Regions from separate parts of the Sus scrofa genome. Here region 2 is linked to region 1. A link is a contact called in public HiChIP or PLAC-seq data. All regions are on one chromosome and are shown on one strand. The core of a region is the stretch at or near the end of the contact, and the rest is flanking DNA. Distances in the headings are between cores, read along the strand shown. Region 1 holds the start of KIAA1551 (KIAA1551 ortholog). Region 2 has its middle 30 kb from the start of AMN1.

Evidence for each region. HiChIP or PLAC-seq counts read pairs in DNA pulled down with a chosen protein or histone mark.
Region 2: an H3K27ac HiChIP or PLAC-seq map of alveolar macrophages shows a contact between it and region 1. The contact joins the enhancer-like site here to the promoter of KIAA1551 in region 1. A contact is called at or near these places in 2 of 5 promoter capture datasets (fetal liver and liver), 4 of 47 Hi-C or Micro-C datasets (embryonic fibroblasts, heart right ventricle, retroperitoneal adipose tissue and 1 more) and 2 of 2 datasets of contacts at active chromatin or transcription factors (alveolar macrophages and skeletal muscle).

What each region holds. Positions count from the first base shown.
Region 1 is chr5:42,297,182-42,301,932 of Sscrofa11.1, forward strand. KIAA1551 (KIAA1551 ortholog) reads right to left here and starts at 2,311. Exons shown (of 6, transcript NM_001243821.1): 1 at 2,276-2,311; 2 at 852-940. It overlaps LOC100511509 (a long non-coding RNA gene), which reads left to right and starts at 2,448. Exons shown (of 3, transcript XR_001308761.2): 1 at 2,448-2,849.
Region 2 is chr5:42,485,813-42,490,386 of Sscrofa11.1, forward strand. No RefSeq gene overlaps it. Among named protein-coding and RNA genes, the nearest start is that of AMN1, 30 kb to the right of the region's middle. Within about 2 kb of position 1,394, at least 25 of the 83 cell types and tissues checked have an H3K27ac peak or open chromatin away from gene starts, as enhancers often do. A contact at or near this core is called in alveolar macrophages, fetal liver, liver and 3 more, where this site is marked.

The DNA of each region.
Region 1 (4,751 bases), core at 1,061-3,560:
TAGGCACTACTGCTGCCCCCATTTCACAGATGAGAAAATTGAGGAAGAACGTAAAGAATTTCCCCAAGATTGCATAGATGGCAAGTGGTAGAGGCAAGACCTGAAATTTAGCAGTCTGATTGCAGGAAGCAGGGTGTTAATCATTACAGAAGGTTTCCTAACACTACTTGTAGTTTATAGGATGGAAACCCTGGAAATGATCACTCTGGCCTTATGTAATATCTACCTGGAATTTTTTTTTTTTTTTTTTTTTTTTTTTTTGGTCTCTTTAGGGCCCACCCAGGGCATATGGAGGTTCCCAGGCTAGGGGTCTAATTGGAGCTGCAGCTGCCAACCTACACCAACCAGAGCAACACAGGATCTGAGCCCCTGCATCTGAGACCTACACCACAGCTCAAGGCAATGCTGGATCTTCAATCCACTGAGTGAGGCCAGGGATTGAATCCACAACCTCCTAATTCCTAGTCAGATTGTTTCCGCTGCCCCACAACGGAAACTGGTATTTTATGTAATGGTTCTCTTCTCCCAGAGATGTGCTCTGTGCTGCCTTCCCTCAACCCAATGTGCCACAAACAATTTAAAAAATAAAATAAGCAGCAGACCACATAGAAAACAATCTTAAGCAAACCTCTTCCTCAGTAACTTAGACCAACCACCTCATCATCATCTCCCATTCCTTATCTTGTAAAGATCAACAATTCCCCCCTGCTACGCCAACATTACTTCTCAAGCTTTGTGAAACTCACTGTATCCTGTAATTGAACATTTAACCAATGCTGATCCAATTTAATTAATAATTTTGTTTCATAACAGATACATTAGAATAAACTTCTCAGAGATGGCACACTTACCTTTAAATAGTTACTCCTTCATTATTTTGTATATTCCCATTTCCTTCCAAACATGTCAGTACCTGCATACAGTGTTTACTTCTTTGGTCCTAGGGACAGCAAGAAACATTTTATATAACTGTAGTTTAATATAAAACTTACACTTTATTTATATAAAACTCACTTAAACTTACAATAAAAAATACACGCTAAAAGTTTTACCGTGTATTTTTATTAGCGATGGGACAGTACTGTGCAAAACTGTGTTCCTTAAAGCTGTACCAAAAGCACACTAAGTTTACTGATTTTTTTTCTAAAAGGGTAAAGTAACAAAGAAACCAGGTCTGCCCTAAAATACCTTCACTTTTTAAGTGAGAATTTATGTGCGCTCCTCCTGGCCCATTATTATCCTATTATTTATTCTAAAACACTTTTCTTCATTGGATTAGTAAATGAGAATCCGGCCGCACTGGGAAAAAAACCCAAAAACAAAAAGTAACTAATTCATAAATGTTCACATCCAATAAAACTTCAATTGATTTACAATGAACAGGTGAATCAGGGAAAATCCGCAAACAAGCCCTGCGACCCGCCTATTAAAATGCACGCAGGCTCATTCACATCACCTGCAAGTTTCTTTATTTCGAAAGTAGGCACTTAGAGTATTACAAATAAATTGTTTTCACTGAAACGATTCCCTGAAAGCCTGCTGCTGAACTCGGGTCCCTAAGGACATCTGCTTCGGCAATTCCAGTCCCTGGAGAACATTTAAAATCCGTGCGCATTTATGCATTTAAAAATGCCTCGAGGAACTAACTTCCTCAGGAGCAGAAAGCATCCCCGGCATAATCGCGTTCGCGGGCCACTTGGAGACGTAACCTGAGCAATTCAGTTTTAGGAGGTTCAGGATAATGGGGGGCGGGGAGTAAAGGATCATTCGAGAAACACATACAAAACAAAAAATTTCTTTCCAAGCCGGAGACAGGAAACAATTAAAAACATCAGCTACTCTCACATCCACCAGCCTGACCAATCATCTTGGAGTTTAAGAAAATGCGTCCTCGCGGTCGCCACCCGCTACCTCTACCATGAGGAGTAAGGTGATCCACAGAAAACACCCGGCGAGGCGCCGCCCTCCCGGTCGCGCTCGGCGTCCTCTACTGCTCCGAGGCCGCCCGCGCCGCGGGAGGGCAGCGGGCCGCGGCCGGCGGGCCAGCCGAGCTCTGGGCGGTGGCCAGAGGGGCGCGCGAGCCGCGGGCCGAGGCCCAAGTCTCCCCCGCCACCACCAGCCCCGACTGCTACCCAGTCCCCGCCGCAGAACAAAAGCGCTCCCCGCCGCGCGCCCAGCCCCCGCCCCTGGGCACTTCGGCCCCCGGAGCCCCGCGCCCGGCCGAGGACCAGAGAATAGGAACGAGTGGCGGCCGGGAACCAGGTCTCTCACTTACCGATGGGCGCATAAACCAGCCAGAGCGAGCTGGGAGGACGCGTCTGCGGAGCGGCCCTGGAGTTTAAGTCAACTCGGGTCCGCCTCCAGGGGCGTGTCGAGCTGGAGGCCGGGCTCCCGGAACAGCTGGACTCCGCCCTGTGCGCAAAGGCAGCTGAGAGACCCGGTCCCCCGCGCAGCGCTGTGGTCCTAGTGCCACTCAGATGAAGTAGAGTCCGGGCCATCCCGGCTCACCAGTCATCTCCCGAGCTTGCAAAACATGTTCACGTTATCTGACGAAGAAAACTTCTCCAGCAGTGGCCCTCCGCCTTTAGCTTGCATTAGAATCTCGCGAAGGACTTGTTAAAAGGGTACTGAAGAGCATCACCAGCAAAACTGCCAATTCAGTAATTCTAACTCCGCGCTGAAAATGTATGTTTCTAACAAGGGAGATCATCCATTAATGCAAAGGACCCTTCTGAAAAAAAGGTAATAGGCTCTTTTTCTAGGAGGATTTTGATAGGAGAAAGTTGTGAAAATGAAGGGAAACCTCACCAAAATGAAGTTGGGAGGCCAGAAGAGGGAGCTCTCATGCAGTAAGTATCTCTCCATGTTAATTATAGAAAAAATTATAGGAAATTATAGGAAAAATTGTCAATTATAAGTCCAAACAGGAAAAGATGTACCCTTGGATCTCATTCAAGAAATAGAGCACTGGAGTTCCCGTCGTGGCTCAGTGGTTAAGGAATCCTCTAGGAACCATAAGGTTGGGTTCAATCCCTGGCCTTGCTCAGTGGGTTAAGGATCGCGCGTTGCTGTGAGCTGTGGTGTAGGCTGCAGACACGGCTCTGATCCCGAGTTGCAGTGGCTCTGGCGTAGGCTGGCAGCTACAGCTCCAATTAGACCCGGAGTCTTGGAACCTCCATATGCCACAGGTGCGGCCCTAGAAAAGGCAAAAATACCAAAAAAAAAAAAAAAAAAGAAGAAGAATAGACTACTGATACTAGAATCCAGGTTCTCATTCATGAAGTCAAAGAATGAACTTGGAGAACACACAGGCAAACAAAAGTCTTCATTACAGGAAGGCAGACAGCTCCCAGCACAGACACTGGGAAGGGGAGGAAGAGTTACCATCCTCTGATTTTCTTTTGTTGTTGTTGTTGTTGATAAATTTACTTATTTATTTTAATGATTTTTTTTCCATTATAGTTGGTTTACAAGTGTTCTGTCAATTTTCTACTGTACAGAAAGTCACCCAGTCAGACATATATATATATGTGTGTGTGTGTGTGTGTATATACATTCTTTTTCTCACGTTATCCTCCATCATGCTCTATCACAACTGACTAGATGTAGTTTCCAGGGCTATACAGCAGGATCTCCTTGTTTATCCATTCCAAATGCAATAGTTTGCATCTATTAACACCAGATTCCCAGTCCATCCCACTCCCTCCCACTTGGCAACCATAAGTCTGTTCTCCAAGTCATGAGTTTCTTTTCTGTGGAAAGGTTCCTTTGTGCTGTATACTAGATTCCAGATGTAAGTGATATCAAATGGTTTTTGTCTTTCTCTTTCTGACTTTACTAAGTATGAGAGTCTCTAGTTCCATCCACACTGTTGCAAATGGCATTATTTTGTTCTTTTTTACAGCTGAGTAGTATTCTATTATATATGTATGTATCTCACATCATCTTAATCCGTTCATCTGTCAGTGAACATATAGGTTGTTTCCATGTCTTGGCTATTGTGAATAGGGCTGCAATGAACATACACGTGCACATGTCTTTTTCAAGGAAAGCTTTGCCCAGAGTGGGATTGCTGGGTCATTATGGTAGTTCTATATTTACCATCCTCCAATTTTCTAAGGACGTTTTATCTCTTAAAAGTTGGGTACTTAAAAATGAATAAAAAGTAATTTCTTCCTGATTCCCAAGAATATCCCTAAAGGCAGCATAAATAAAGATTTGAAACTGGAAAAAAAAAAAAGAAAGAAAAAAGACAGGGGTACCAATGTGGGTCCTGGATATCAGTCCTTCTCCCTGTTGGCCTTGCCCAGCACCTGTATCAATCGGGCCTTGTCCAATAGGGGCTTAGGGTTAGGGTATGCTTGGTAAGTTTTATGGTCCTTTTGTTCTTTTCCCTAGACTTAGACTTGCTATTCTTTACATTCTTTTGCTAACAGCCAAAGGTATAGGTCAGAGGTTAATGTCCATCTTGAAGTAAAACAGATGTACTTTCAATAGTTAATCTTCCAACGAGCAAGGCCTGCTTGTCTAGATTTGTTTTTACAAACCTTAAACCATGGACATTAATCAGGGACTATATCAAAGCCCATGTTCCTACACTAACTACCTGAATTCTTATTCTGCTTCACTACCACAGCAACTCAGCCAGTGAAAAAGTGTCATCACCCTCACTTTTCACTAATGCACTTTTCCTTCAAAAGAACTCCTTCCAAATTCTTCCTTTTTCTCCGTAAAATAACTTTCCTTTGTTT
Region 2 (4,574 bases), core at 144-2,643, 190 kb after region 1:
CTTCTCAGTTGGAGTGGTCTCTGTTCTTACGCAGCACAACACAATTATTCTATAAGGTCATATATTGGCATTGACCACTTGGGATCATTTTGTAAAATAATATATGTCCTTTACATTTTCAGACTCATCTCCTTTTATTTCTGCAGTTTTTTTCTTGAATTTTTTTTTTTTCTATTTCATTGATTTTTTTCTTCTTTGCTTTTAAGATCTGGATTTATGTTGTTCAGCTGTTCTCTCAAATTCATGGCCATTTGCTCAATATATCCCTCTCTTCCTTTCTCATTGTTCTATTTGGAATGCCATCAAATTGTTAGATCTTGTCTATCTTCAATGTCCTTTAATCTTTTGGGTTTTTTGTTTTTTTTTTTCATAGTTTTTGGTTGTTTCTCTTTACTGCATTCTGGGTCAGTATTTCAGGTATATCTTTTGGTTCACAAATTCACACTTGAGTTATCCAATCTAGTTAATCTCTCCACTGAGGTTTTTTGCTGCCAACAATAATGTTTTTCTATTTCTGATTTCTTTTGGATTTTTTGCAAACTATATCTGTTCATTCCTGAGTGTTTCTAGTTGAATGTTCAACTTTTTATTATTTATTTATTTTTAGGGCTGCACCCAAGACATATGGAAGTTCCCAGGCTAGGGGTCAAATTGAAGCCATGTGTGCCAGCCTAAGCCACAGCCACAGCAACTTGGGATCCTAGGCATCTGCGAAATACACCACAGCTCACAGCAACACCGGATCCTTAACCCACTGAGTGAGGCCAGGGATCGAACCCAAGTCCTCAGAGATACTAGTCGGTTCATTACTTACTGCTGAGCCATGACAGGAACTCCGAATATTCACTTTTTAAACTGTATGCTTTATTTAAAACACTTCTCACAGGAGTTCCTGCTGTGGCACAGTGGATTAAGGATCCAGTGTTGTCACTGTAGCAGCTTGGGTCCCTGCTGTGGCCTAGGTTAGATTCCTGGCCCAGGAACTTCCACATGCCATGGGGGCAACCAAAAAAAAACCCCCAACCACTTCTCACATCTGTGTTTTATGTTACATGTGTGTAATTATAACTCCAATATTTGAAATCCTTGGGAAATTTAAATCTTTGTTTCTTGTTTCTGCTAATTGTTACTCAAGGTTATTGACTTCTTGTGTGTTTGGTAATCCAGTTTGTGAGTTCATTGCTGATCAGACTCTGCGGGAGTGCTCTGAACCAAACTTGGAGAGCTCTCCTCCAAACAAGGTTTGTTTCTCTTTTTATCAGTAACCAAGCCCACTTTGGTCCTTTTGGGGTTGTGGCTTAGCTCCAGGTTCAGTTTGTCCATACAGATGCCATTCCAAGGCTTGGTGCTCACAACAATAGGAAGACTTCCTTAAGCCCACAGTGCAGTTTCTGGCTTCCTGCCCATCCAGGCAGCTTCCTGCTACTCCAGCTCTCTACTGTTTTCCAAGCCATCAGGAATTTGGCTTCAGATCCAGAACTTTCTGTATGAGTTTATTTGACCCCAACATCTCCCCAGCCAATAGAGATAGGCCATTACAGCATTGTTTACAATGCAAGGTTTCTCCCTCACTTTCACAGGTTCAGACTGTTTTCTGCAAATACAACTTGTCCACATGATACATATGTTGCTACATTTTCTCTGTTTCTTAGAACCCTAGGGAGTCTAGAGAAGCTCCTTCAACACACCTGAGAATCTCATTCCTGCCTTTGAAATAAAAGATTTAGCCTCAAACAAGAGATTTAAGTCAAGTCCTTAACCTTAAAGCAGTATATTGGGTCTAACCTTGACCCAATCCCAAACCCTAAATCTAACAACATCTTTCTAAAATCTGTACTCTTAATATCCTCATCCTCAGCCTTCTACTTATTTGTAATTTAGGGATTTGCCTCATAATTTCTTCTTCTCATTCTACTTGTTACTTTTGATTGGTACTTCCTCAAAAAGGAAAAATGTGAACTTTATACTACTGTCTTCAAATCTTTTTATTTATTTATTTATTTATTTATTTTGATTTTTAGAGCCACACCTGTGGCATATAGAGTTCCCAGGCAAGGGGTCCAATCAGAGCCCTCACCACAGCAACAGCAGCTCAGGATCCAAGCCAAGTCTGCAACCTACACCACAGCTCATGGCAACGCCGGATCCCTAACCCACTGAGTGAGGCCTGGGATCAAACCCACATCCTCAGGCATCCTAGTTGGGTTCGTTAACCACTGAGCCACAAAGGGAACTCCTGCTGTCTTCAAACCTTAAGTGCCTCTACATCCTTTGTGATAATTTCATTTTTGAAGATATAAGACACACTTTAAAAACAGTGTTTGGCAGCTTGTTTCCACTAACATTCAGTTACCCAGGTGCAACTCATTTTAGTTTAAAATATTTTCACAACACTTTAATTTTTTATGATGAAGTAAGAACTAGAGAAACAACCCCCAGCTGAAAGGGCAGCTACGTGAGCAGACTTGCTTGCCACATACCACCCTTCCTGTAATCATGTAGCAACTACAAGCCTTATGTCCTTGCTAACAGCCCTGCTATTGTGCTCCAGGCATTGCTTATCAGCTTCTTAGGCAGGAACTCTGCTCAGGGAAGGGGGAGGGCCGGGGCTGCTTGGCCAGGAAAACCTTAAGACCCAGAAGTCTGTATTGTATAAAAGTTACCCAGAACTGGAGTTCCCATGGTGGCGCAAAGGAAACGAATCTGACTAGGAACCATGAGGTTTCGGGTTCGATCCTTGGCCTTGCTCAGTGGGTTAAGAATCCAGCATTGCCGTGAGCTGTGGTGTAGGTGTCAGATGCAGCTCAGATCTGGCGTTGCTGTTGCTCTGGCATAGGCTGGCAGCTACAGCTCCGATTAGACCCCTAGCCTGGGAACCGCCATGTGCGAGTCTGCCCCTAAAAAGACAAAAAAAAAAAAAAAAAAAACAGAAAAGTTACCCAGAACAAAGACCTGGGGCTCAGACTCTGGAGGAGATTCCTCTGAGCCCACACTGTGCTGAATAAACCTGGCTATTCCGCATCTCCAAGCATCGCTTGTCTTTTTCCACTTGCACGGTTTCTGCAACAATGAGGTTACTATTTATGTGGCCTTATATCTTCAGTGTTTAAAAAAATGTTATCAAAGGCTTTGCAAGTGCTTTACCAAAGTAAAAGCATAATGATGAAAATAATAATATAATTATATAAAAATAATATAATAATATAAAGTTCAGAATGCAAAAACTGAACAGACCCTCCATTTTAGATAAAAAGCAAATGTGATAATTTCATAAAAAACAAGTGAAAAAATTATAAACAAATATGAGAATGGATATCTAAAAATTGTCAATTCTTGGAAGTTCTCGTCTTAGCTCAGTAGAAATGAATCTGACTAGTATCCATGAGGATACAGGTTCCATCTGTGGCCTCACTCAGTGGATTAAGTGCCGGAGTCCTGCTCCAGCTGCACCAGGGTTTCCCGAAGGATGGGCAGCGTTGGCGAAGGAGTAGACACAGGCCTGGCATTTATGCAGGACACAGGCTTAGCTTATATACAATTTTTGTTTCCTTATATCATGCATCATACATCCTTTGACATTTTTTAACTTTCCAATCCGTCGAATATTTCCCCATGATTTTACGTATTAGGGGGACATACACAATGTTCCTGTTTCTTGTACTTCCCTCTTGACTATTTAAAATCAGATGTATTCATGACTATGACCTAGTTATCATGGAGCAGAAAAGTGCAAACTTATCAACTACCTTACTATAGAATCTCTTTGTTAGGTCTTAACTACTTTCCATTAGCAAAGGTAAGCTATATTTATAAAGGTTATTTTGATTCTTATAGAACTAGAAACCATAGCATTGACACTCCTTAGGGTTGGGCCAATAGGCCTGACATATCAGTTCACAATTGGTTGGCCTTCCGAGGCAGCCCCCTATTTCCCTAACTTGTTTCCAGTTGCTAGGTACAAACCGGACCAACTTTCCTCGTCTCAATGCCCAGTAACAATTTGTAATTATCGACCATTCCCTGGCAAGGAAAATGAGATTCTCTTTGTAAATTGAATGGCGTATGCCCTGGCCTATTATTAAACTTCCATGAGTCATACAAATTGTACTCCAGGTCTGTAAGCATTCTATTAGGGACTTTTTTAGAAAAACAGGTGTGGGGGGTACTCAGAAATGGATGATGATCATAGAACAAGGGGACAGCAGGAATTTGTAGGTAAGTACTAGGCCCCAACGTGTACCCTCCCTGGGGTCTTTTTCCTGGGAAATTTTGACAGCAATTCCCCCAGCTCCCGCAGTTTTTATCAATAGCATAAGCAGGCAGAGAAGAAGCAGCAGGACCGTCGCTTTCCCAGACACACTGTGCAGTCTGGGGTCCTTAGTCTCCTGGACTTTGTCAGCAGGCAGACCTTCACAAACGGCTCCTGGCAGTTAAGGACCCAGTGTTGCTGTGAGCTGTGGTGTAGGTCACAGACAGAGCTCGGATCTGGAGTTGCTATGGCTGTGGTGTAGGCTGCCAGTTTTAGCTCCGATTTGACCCCTAGCCTGGGAACCTCCATATGACATGGGTGTGGC